3 separate regions of the Drosophila melanogaster genome follow, and regions 1 and 3 are each linked to region 2. A link is a contact called in public Hi-C data. All regions are on one chromosome and are shown on one strand. The core of a region is the stretch at or near the end of the contact, and the rest is flanking DNA. Distances in the headings are between cores, read along the strand shown. Region 1 holds the start of CG2444. Region 2 holds the start of Pits (Protein interacting with Ttk69 and Sin3A). Region 3 holds the start of rudhira (rudhira,).

Region 1 (2,754 bases), core at 142-2,641, 880 kb after region 2:
GTTGACAAGAATATACATAAAGATATTTATATATATAAATAAATTATATATAGAAGTGCATGTAGTTTCACTAAGCGCAATATAGTCTATCACCTGTAAAATAGTTGAAAGAAAACAAAAACAAAGATAAAAAACGAACGCAAAACAAAACTAAAACTGATAAATTCAAGCGTCATAGTAAAAGAAATAAATAGTAATGTTTTAAAAAGCAAATATTGAAAGCGATTTACCTTTTCTGCAACTCTGGGCTGTGGGCTTCGCTACCAGGCGAACAGAAATTTCAGAATGAGACCAACGATCTTTTGGAATTTCGTTTTCAGTATACACCTGCTATTTATTGTAATCGCCTGATGCAAAAAATCAATATATTTACCATAAAAATGTGCATTTTGTACAGACTGGCAGTTTGTTTTCTGCTACTGGTTATGATCGCCTGGTACGAAAAATCTAAAAATTTTCCTCAAAAATGTGTAATTCCTTATTCAAAATTGGAAATTCTAATTTTTTGTCGTTGAATTTCATCAGGCAGCTGGTTTTGAAAATCAATAATTTATTGATTTATTTATTTATTTTAGCGAAACTTTAAAAATTATGGTCCAAATATGGAATGTCATACATCGTTGAGCTCGTAATTGAATTCCGAAACAAACTGTTTTTAAAAATGTGAATTCTATTTTTTGGCCATTTTTTGCAAAATTATAAAAAAAATATAAAAAATTGCCAAAAGTTAATGGGATCGTTAGGATTGATAATAATCAGCTATTATAAAATTTTAGGATATCTTATGATGAAAAATCCAATTGCAAATATCAAATTTTGAACAAAATGCAAAACCTTGTCGATTTTAGCTTGTTATTCGTATGACTTACATCAATTACATTAGCCAGTGGGTTGAAAGACTTTTTAACCTGATCTGGATATGAATGATCATTCATCCATAATATGTACTATATTGTAAATATGCATACATTATAACCATCGAATATTGAAGGACCAGTTTTTTATGATGGCTTTGCGGCGGTTCAAGAACCCCGAGGCGCCGGTGAAAGTGCAAATTGAAGATGCGTGCCCTCGTGATGATGAGTCAAGTCGCGGTAAACCCGCTGGAACACTGCTACTCTTAAAAAAAACTCGCAGGAATTCCAAAACACCAAAACAAGAAAATTCCCAAAAAAAAAAACCAAAAAAACAAAAACGAAACGGGTGCCGAAAATTCGAAACGTGATAAGCCTCCGCACACCGTCAATAAAACAAAAAAATAAGAATAATAACAATAAGCACGCGTATGTGTGCTTATGCATAAATAAATTAAAGGCGTCTGTGTGCGTGGGGCAATTGTAATTAAGTACTCAATGAACCGCAGGGAAGTAAAAAAAACAAAAAAAAATGATCACAGATATTAACAAAAACAAATAAAAATAAAAATTAAACAAAGCGGCCAAACAGGCAGCTAAACCGGCAATCGGGGAATCGGAAAAAGGAGCTCCGCTCGTTGGACAAGGTCAAGTCGGTGTCGTCGGCAGCTGGAGCGGATAAGCCGCCTCATTCCGGGGGCTTTGGCTTCGGTCTCGAACTCGAACTCGGATTCGGATTCGGATTCAGTTTCGCCTTCTGATAACCGACGCCCCCGGTTGCGTATAAAACATTGCCGGTGCGGCCCAAACATCAGCACTTGCGGACCAGCATCCCAGTTGATAACACCTCGCTCGATCCCAGAGTTTCCACCAGAGATTACCCAAAACGAAATCCAGTATCGAGCAGTATGTCGCAGTTTAGCACCGTTGCCGCATTCCTACTCCTCGGCCTGGTCGTCATCCTTGGCGGCCACGTTGGCCAGGCGGCCGTTGCCAAGGTCAAACTGAACAATTCATGTAAGTTTGTGCTGGTGATGTCCACTTGGGTGCAAACCAGTCATATGCCATACTAACTCTTTGCTCCATCGCTTGCAGCGCATCCCGGCAAGTGTGTGCTGGACACGAACACGATCCTGTCGCCCGGGGAGACGGGTCTGGCGCCGGATCTGCCATGCGTGCGGGCCGAATGCCATGCGGATGGCTTGGTGACCTTCAAAACCTGCGATGCAGTCGCTCCGCCACCGGGCTGCAAGCAGCGCGACTTTGTGAACATCAATCGCGAATTTCCCGCTTGCTGCGAGCGGAAATACAATTGCGACAAGCACATCTAACATCTTAAGCCATTATTAATTGCCATAATCCTTAAGTTGCTCAACTAACTAGGAGGCAATGGGCAATGGATTTGTTTTCAGCTTATTATTTCGTTCTTTTTTTTTTTTTTTGTTTGTTTTTATTTATTGTGTATACTACAACATAACAATTAAAATGTAAACGCTTAGCAATACAATTAAATAATTTAATAGAATCATTAACAGAAAATACATATGCATGTACGCTTGCTTGTGTGGGCTTAGTTGGGTGTGGAGTATGGTGAGATGAGGTGTGTACATTCCCCCAACCCAACAATCAATCGCATCTCGTCATCCGATTCGGCTCGTTCTGGCGCCGGGTCATAACGTTGGACCACTGGATAGCCATGTACCATCTGGGTGGTATGCATGGCCGTGGTTGAACGCTACATTCACTACACTAACTGATTACACTAGATGGCTGGCGCGCATTAGACGCAATAAAATCGAATTAAAAAGTATTAAACAAAATCACAAGGACGAAGAAGGCAGGGGAGGTAATGTTACTAGGCATGCATACATACATACATACGTATATATGTACACCTGCG
Region 2 (2,700 bases), core at 142-2,641:
CTGCTTTTCGAAAATTGAGTAACGCTTATAGAATTTTCGATTCAATTCTTTATGCCTTTTAACAGTTGAACATATATAATCAGTATAGCAACATTTTCTACCCACTTGTAAATAAGTTTATAACTAATGCAGTTTTTGTTGCCTACTTATTCGGGAGTCGAAAGGTCTGTAATTACAAATAAAGCTTGTGTATAAACGTAGTTCGTAGATTCTCTTTTGATTTTAATCTTAAAACATTTTTTGTTAATAAAAGAGGAAATTAAAAAAAAACTTTTAAACTTTCTAGTGTCTTTATTGTGGAATTTTAATTTTGTGGCAATTTAAAGAATATTTTTATATCTTTAATTGAGCCAAACATTTCATAAATAAAATCTCAAATGAAATGTTAAGAAGCGAGTACAGTTGCGCGTGCACGGACATAAACTTATGGCCGGGACTGTATGGAAAGGTGGGGGTGTAAGGAAAGGACCCCGTTTACGAGGTCGTTGCTTGTTCGTGTGTTTCTGTATCTGGTGGCTCCTTTTTCCGCATTTCCTTTTAACAGGATGTACGCACAGATACGGAATTTGTCCCAGACCATGGTCGGGAAATCGATTCAGGCCAAACGCCAGGAATACGAACACCCAAGCATTTTCGCCTATACATATGTACATATATGCAACGATATGCATACACATACATGCTTGCAGTTTGTGGTCCTGCGCAGTGCTTTACGGATGTCCTTGTTTTTTTTTTTTTTTTTGCTAGGAATGAGGGCTTTTAATTTCATTAACAGTTACAGAGCTCTGTTAAGTCAGCTGTTCGCCGAGCGAAAGAGACGGAGCATACCAGATTCAAGGTCTACATAACTGTATCCTATGTACATACGTTCGGTATCTATACGAAAAACGGATGTGTATCCACGAACTTTACATGGTATACTTACAGGCGGACTTTGGGGGAAGGACTTCGTCACTAGATTCCGTTTCGTGAATATGACGTGCAGGCACGTACGCTGGCAGGGTCGTAGCCCCAAAGGGGGTTAAAAATAAAAATAAATATTATTTTTAATTACTTAAACAGCCAAAAGGGTTTATTTTTAATATTTGGGCGTAATATTAGGAGCAATATATTAAAAGCTATATATATTAATACGAAATAGTAGAATTACTATGCTCAAAATGATGCTAAATTTTAAAGAAAATTTAAAATTTCCTTAGCTTTATCATGGTTGAAGTCTTCGCTACAGTCTCAGCCACTTTGGCAACCCTGGTTGAAGTCCACTGAAAGGTTCGTGTCTCTGATATAAGCCAGTATTTCAGGTATTTTCTTGGTATTTCCCATTGCGGCAGCGAAGATTTTTTAGTACATTTCGCTTGGCCCCTGGGGTATATTCTCACATACCAGCCAAGGCCACACTCTATCAGCAAGCTGTGTGGCGTCCGGTCGCTTTTTCAGTCATTCGTTGCGTCGCTGCGATCTCATCGTTCGTTTTGTTCCTACACGTTTTTGGCGTCGTCGTACATTTACGTGTCCCGCTTACTCGCGCGCACCCTCTCTCTTTCACTCTGCGGCGCGCGTGCCTAAGTGTGGTGTGTGGTGTGTGTGCCTGTGTGCGTGCGTGTTGGCGAGCAGCGCGGCGCAGCACAATAGAAAAGAAGAAGAAGAAGAAGCTGAAGCTGAAGGAAAAAACATAAGTGAATTTTTTTCGGGTGGAAGCGCGGTGAAATATGCGTGCGTGCGCGCGTGTATATGTGCGTGTGTGCGAAAATCAATACGAAAACATGAATAACAAATGCTAAATAAGAAAAATAGCTACAACGCACAACCGAAAAGAAGCTGAAACAAGAAAAAAGAAAGCGAAAAAAAAGGAGAAAATAATAAATAATAGGAATTGGGAATCCAGCAGGAAGGAACAGTTAGCCATTCCAGTGAGCTAAAACAGCACAAACCCATTTCCAGATCCAGCCCATCCAGGGCTTCCAATTGACAGTTGCCAATTGACAGTTGACAGTTGCTAGTTGCCAGTTGACAGTTTCCAGAAACGCAGCAGGATGTCGCTGCAAACGAAAAGGCAGCACTGCTATCTGTGCGATTTACCCCGCATGCCCTGGGCGATGATCAATGACTTCTCGGAGGCGGTGTGCCGCGGTTGCGTCAACTATGAGGGCGCCGATCGCATCGAGGCGGTGCTGGACGCCGCCCGCCAAATGAAGCGTCTCCATCCCGCCAGCAAACAGCAGCGTTCCCATGAGAACGGCGAAGTGTCCGCCGCTGCAGCGGCCGCCGTCGTCCTACAGCAGCAACAACAGTTACAAGTCGGTCCAGTTCCGGGACAAGGACCGGGTTCCCATCGCGGCGGAGGTGGCGGCGGTCCACCGGGTGCTCCGCCCGGAAGTGGTGGTCCAGGTCCGTCGGGCGCCGGTTCGCTCAGTTCGCTGGGCAATGCCGTTGCTGCTGCCGCCGCCGCTGCTGCAGTGCATCATCACCATCAGATGCCCTATCAAATGCCAGTGCCACGCATCGGTCCGCCACTGGACTATCCCGTTAAGCTGGAGGATGCCCCCGGTGGCGGCGTACGACCCGTACGCATTTCACACATGACGCCCCACCACCTGCCGCCAAATGCGACCCGCGGCGGTGGCGGTGCACCCGGCGGCGGCGTACCCACCGCCGGCAGTGGCGGTGGCAGCCTACCGCCCGCCCTATCCGTGAATTTAA
Region 3 (2,787 bases), core at 162-2,661, 770 kb after region 2:
TTAAATAACAGCAAATACAATACAAACATACAAGTACAATTTCTGCTCTCTCCTTCTCTTTGCACTGCTTAGCTTCCCCATTTTTTTCGCTCTATTCTTGGCTCTTTGTTTGCACAACTTACACGTCTGTGATTTCGACAGAGCAAAAATAAACAAATAGTTGCATAAATAGAAGATATGATTTTCATATTCGTACACATATGTATATGCACGATTTTCTTTCCTTTTCTTTTTCAATTTTTTTTTTGCGCGTCAAACAGAAACAACTAGAAGAAGAAGATGAAGAACTTACCACTTGCGTTGTTGTTGCTGTTCGCTGGTTGAATCAGCAGCAGCTGAAACACAACAACACTGCCACTCGTTTCGCTCGTTCCACTTTTCTCACACGTTCCGCAGAGCGCGCGCAAAAACAACAACACAAACAAAAATCATATGTTTCAGCTGCTCGCTCTCCTACTCTCTCTCACTTGGTCTCTCTTTCTCACTTTAGCTTTTGTTGTTGATTTCCTTTATGGTGTGTGCTTTTCGTCAGTTGTTGCTGTTGTTGTTCTTAGTTCTTGTTTGCAGCTCCTCTTTATTATTATCTTCGGTTGTTGCAGGCGGCAGCAGCAGCAACAAAATCTCCAATTGCGTCTTGCTCTTTCTCTCTCTTTTGCTCCGTCTCCCCCTTATGTTGTGTTTATATGCTTCTTATTATTTTGATTTGCCACGCCCTCAAACTGTTGTTGCTTAATATTGGGCGTCTACTAATTAATTACAAGCTTTTTCGAGACGCGCAGCAAATTCTCAACTGCGGAGCTCGAGTTTTGTTTGAAAAAAACTGAACTATTTTTTGTATGTTTCTTCTTCGTCTTCCTCTGCCGCTGCCGCCGTCGACGCAGAGCCCTATTGCTGGCTCACTCCCACTCGCGTTCACAAATTCACGCACACGCACCAATACAGACACAACGACTGCGCTGCGTCGTACGTTTTACTTAAGTTTCCTTTTCGTCGTTTTTCGTTTATGATTTTGTTATTGTTATCGTTGTTGTTTTTTCTGCTGCTGTTGCTTACTGCCAATGTTGTTGTTCTTGCTGCACAAAAAGTAACTGCGACATTAAATCTGCAAAACGTTCGCCTTGTTTTCGTACTCTCCCGTTAACTTATATACATAGGTCTTTATATATATATATATGTATATATCGATTAAGAGACGATTTATGCGTCGCAACAGAAAAAAAAGAAGAAAATAACCAAGAAACTCTGCTGCCAGAACGAAAGGGAAAAAACTAGTACTAGCTGGTCTGACTGCTGGCGAGCGTTTGCCTTTATTCGTGCAATATCTTTAGCGGACACTTAGTATTATTAATTGTTATTATTTTGGTTGCTGCGCTGTTTCTCTCTCTGTTTTTTGTCTCGCTCTTTTGGTTTCTGGGTGCTATGCCAGTGTGACCGTGCAGCTGTAATATGAAATACCAAATTTTATATTACAGCATTCTGAGTGTGACCAGACTTTATATACGAGTGTATGTCCTTGTAACGGATAAATCTAGTTGCAGTCTATTTATTTAAAATATTAGCAAAGCAGCTTAATATGAATAGCTAACGGCTTTTAAAATATTAAAACACAACACCATATGCTCTGAAAAAACGTATAGTTTCACCACCGAATTATTCAGTAATAAAAGTAATTATTTTAATTAGTATTTTTTTTTTCATTTTCAAATTTGAGCTTTTGTAGCATTATTTAGTATCTAATTGCCCTAGGCCGGAACCGATTATTGAATTCAGACCACCGCCATTTGGCAACACTGGCGCTGCATTAGCGGCAAAAAAGATTAATTTGGCCATTTACGTTGGCGTAAAGTTCTGTCGCACAACAATTATAAAGCTCGACCAGCTGGGTTGGTAAGCGTTCATGATCGCTCCCGTTCGCCGCAGCATTACTCTAATCCTGTCCAGCGGCATATTTTTGCACAACAGCCACATGGCGCATTAAGTTTGTTGTTTTTCGAAATTCGCAAAATGTGTGTTTATTGCGGTTGTGCTTACGTGTGTGAGTGTGTGTGTGTGTGTTGGGTTGTGTTTTGGTATCCAGAGTGAGTTCATCCAAATGGGAAAAAAGGAAAGGAAATGAATAAAGTGTTATATGTTGAAAATAATATATTTGGGTCAAATCTGTGGGTTATGTGTGTGCGTGGGTGTGATTGTATATAAGGCACATTCGTTTTTTTCCTTGATTTCCTTTCGCCTTACTTTCGTTTTCTTTGCGCTTTCTTGTTTTGCTGCTCCGCATGTTTGTTGTTGCTGCTGCACGCGCTTCTTCTGCCGGCGCAACTAATTCGATTTATTTATAAAACGTAGATTTATACATGTTTAAATATTCTGCTCTAAACTAAAATGCAAAATAAAAGCATCTATCTATTCGCGCGCGAGCGCGTATATGATTGTGTGTGTGACCTTCGTGCAATTTTCCAATTGGGAAAGGGGAAGAGAACGAAGCAGTGGCGAAGGAGAGGATGGCAGCCGGAGAGCGAGGTCCTGCGATAATGCAATCAGATCGCCTGTGCATGCGTGTGTGTGTGGGGGTATTTTCGCAGCTTTAATTCAATTTCTCCGAGCAACAAGCACTTACGGTTTTAAAACAATTACACACGGGCACTTTTACAGTTTGAAAGCTTTGTAATCAGGCAATTTACCTCCTCCTTCCTTACCAAGCTCCTCCATATTTATTTGTTTTTTTTTTATGGTGTGTGTTTTTCTACTTTTCTATCGCTATGTCTTTTGCAGCACAAGAACGGCGGAGGT

Evidence for each region. A called contact is a pair of places that touch in the nucleus more often than the background predicts.
Region 1: a contact with region 2 is called in a Hi-C map of the Kc167 cell line, with 2.1 times the contacts expected there. The contact joins the promoter of CG2444 here to the promoter of Pits in region 2. A contact is called at or near these places in 17 of 107 Hi-C or Micro-C datasets (the Kc167 cell line, the ML-DmBG3-c2 cell line, the S2 cell line and 10 more) and 1 of 6 datasets of contacts at active chromatin or transcription factors (the Kc167 cell line).
Region 3: a contact with region 2 is called in a Hi-C map of the Kc167 cell line, with 2.6 times the contacts expected there. The contact joins the promoter of rudhira here to the promoter of Pits in region 2. A contact is called at or near these places in 20 of 107 Hi-C or Micro-C datasets (the Kc167 cell line, the OSC cell line, the S2 cell line and 9 more) and 1 of 6 datasets of contacts at active chromatin or transcription factors (the Kc167 cell line).

The regions. Positions count from the first base shown.
Region 1 is chrX:11,703,937-11,706,690 of dm6, reverse strand. CG2444 reads left to right here and starts at 1,391. Exons shown (of 2, transcript NM_001298206.1): 1 at 1,391-1,871; 2 at 1,950-2,381. The coding sequence starts at 1,763. The coding sequence ends at 2,185. PhKgamma (Phosphorylase kinase gamma) reads right to left here. Exons shown (of 11, transcript NM_167297.3): 11 at 2,297-2,754. It overlaps FucT6 (alpha1,6-fucosyltransferase), which reads left to right. Exons shown (of 4, transcript NM_132512.4): 4 at 1-116.
Region 2 is chrX:12,581,884-12,584,583 of dm6, reverse strand. It overlaps Pits (Protein interacting with Ttk69 and Sin3A), which reads left to right and starts at 1,391. Exons shown (of 3, transcript NM_001272557.1): 1 at 1,391-2,700. The coding sequence starts at 2,034. It overlaps LIMK1 (LIM domain kinase 1), which reads left to right. Exons shown (of 6, transcript NM_078584.3): 6 at 1-199.
Region 3 is chrX:11,815,522-11,818,308 of dm6, reverse strand. rudhira (rudhira,) reads right to left here and starts at 1,411. Exons shown (of 9, transcript NM_001258702.1): 1 at 1,276-1,411; 2 at 293-1,073. CG1578 reads left to right here and starts at 1,758. Exons shown (of 8, transcript NM_001298212.1): 1 at 1,758-1,883; 2 at 2,770-2,787.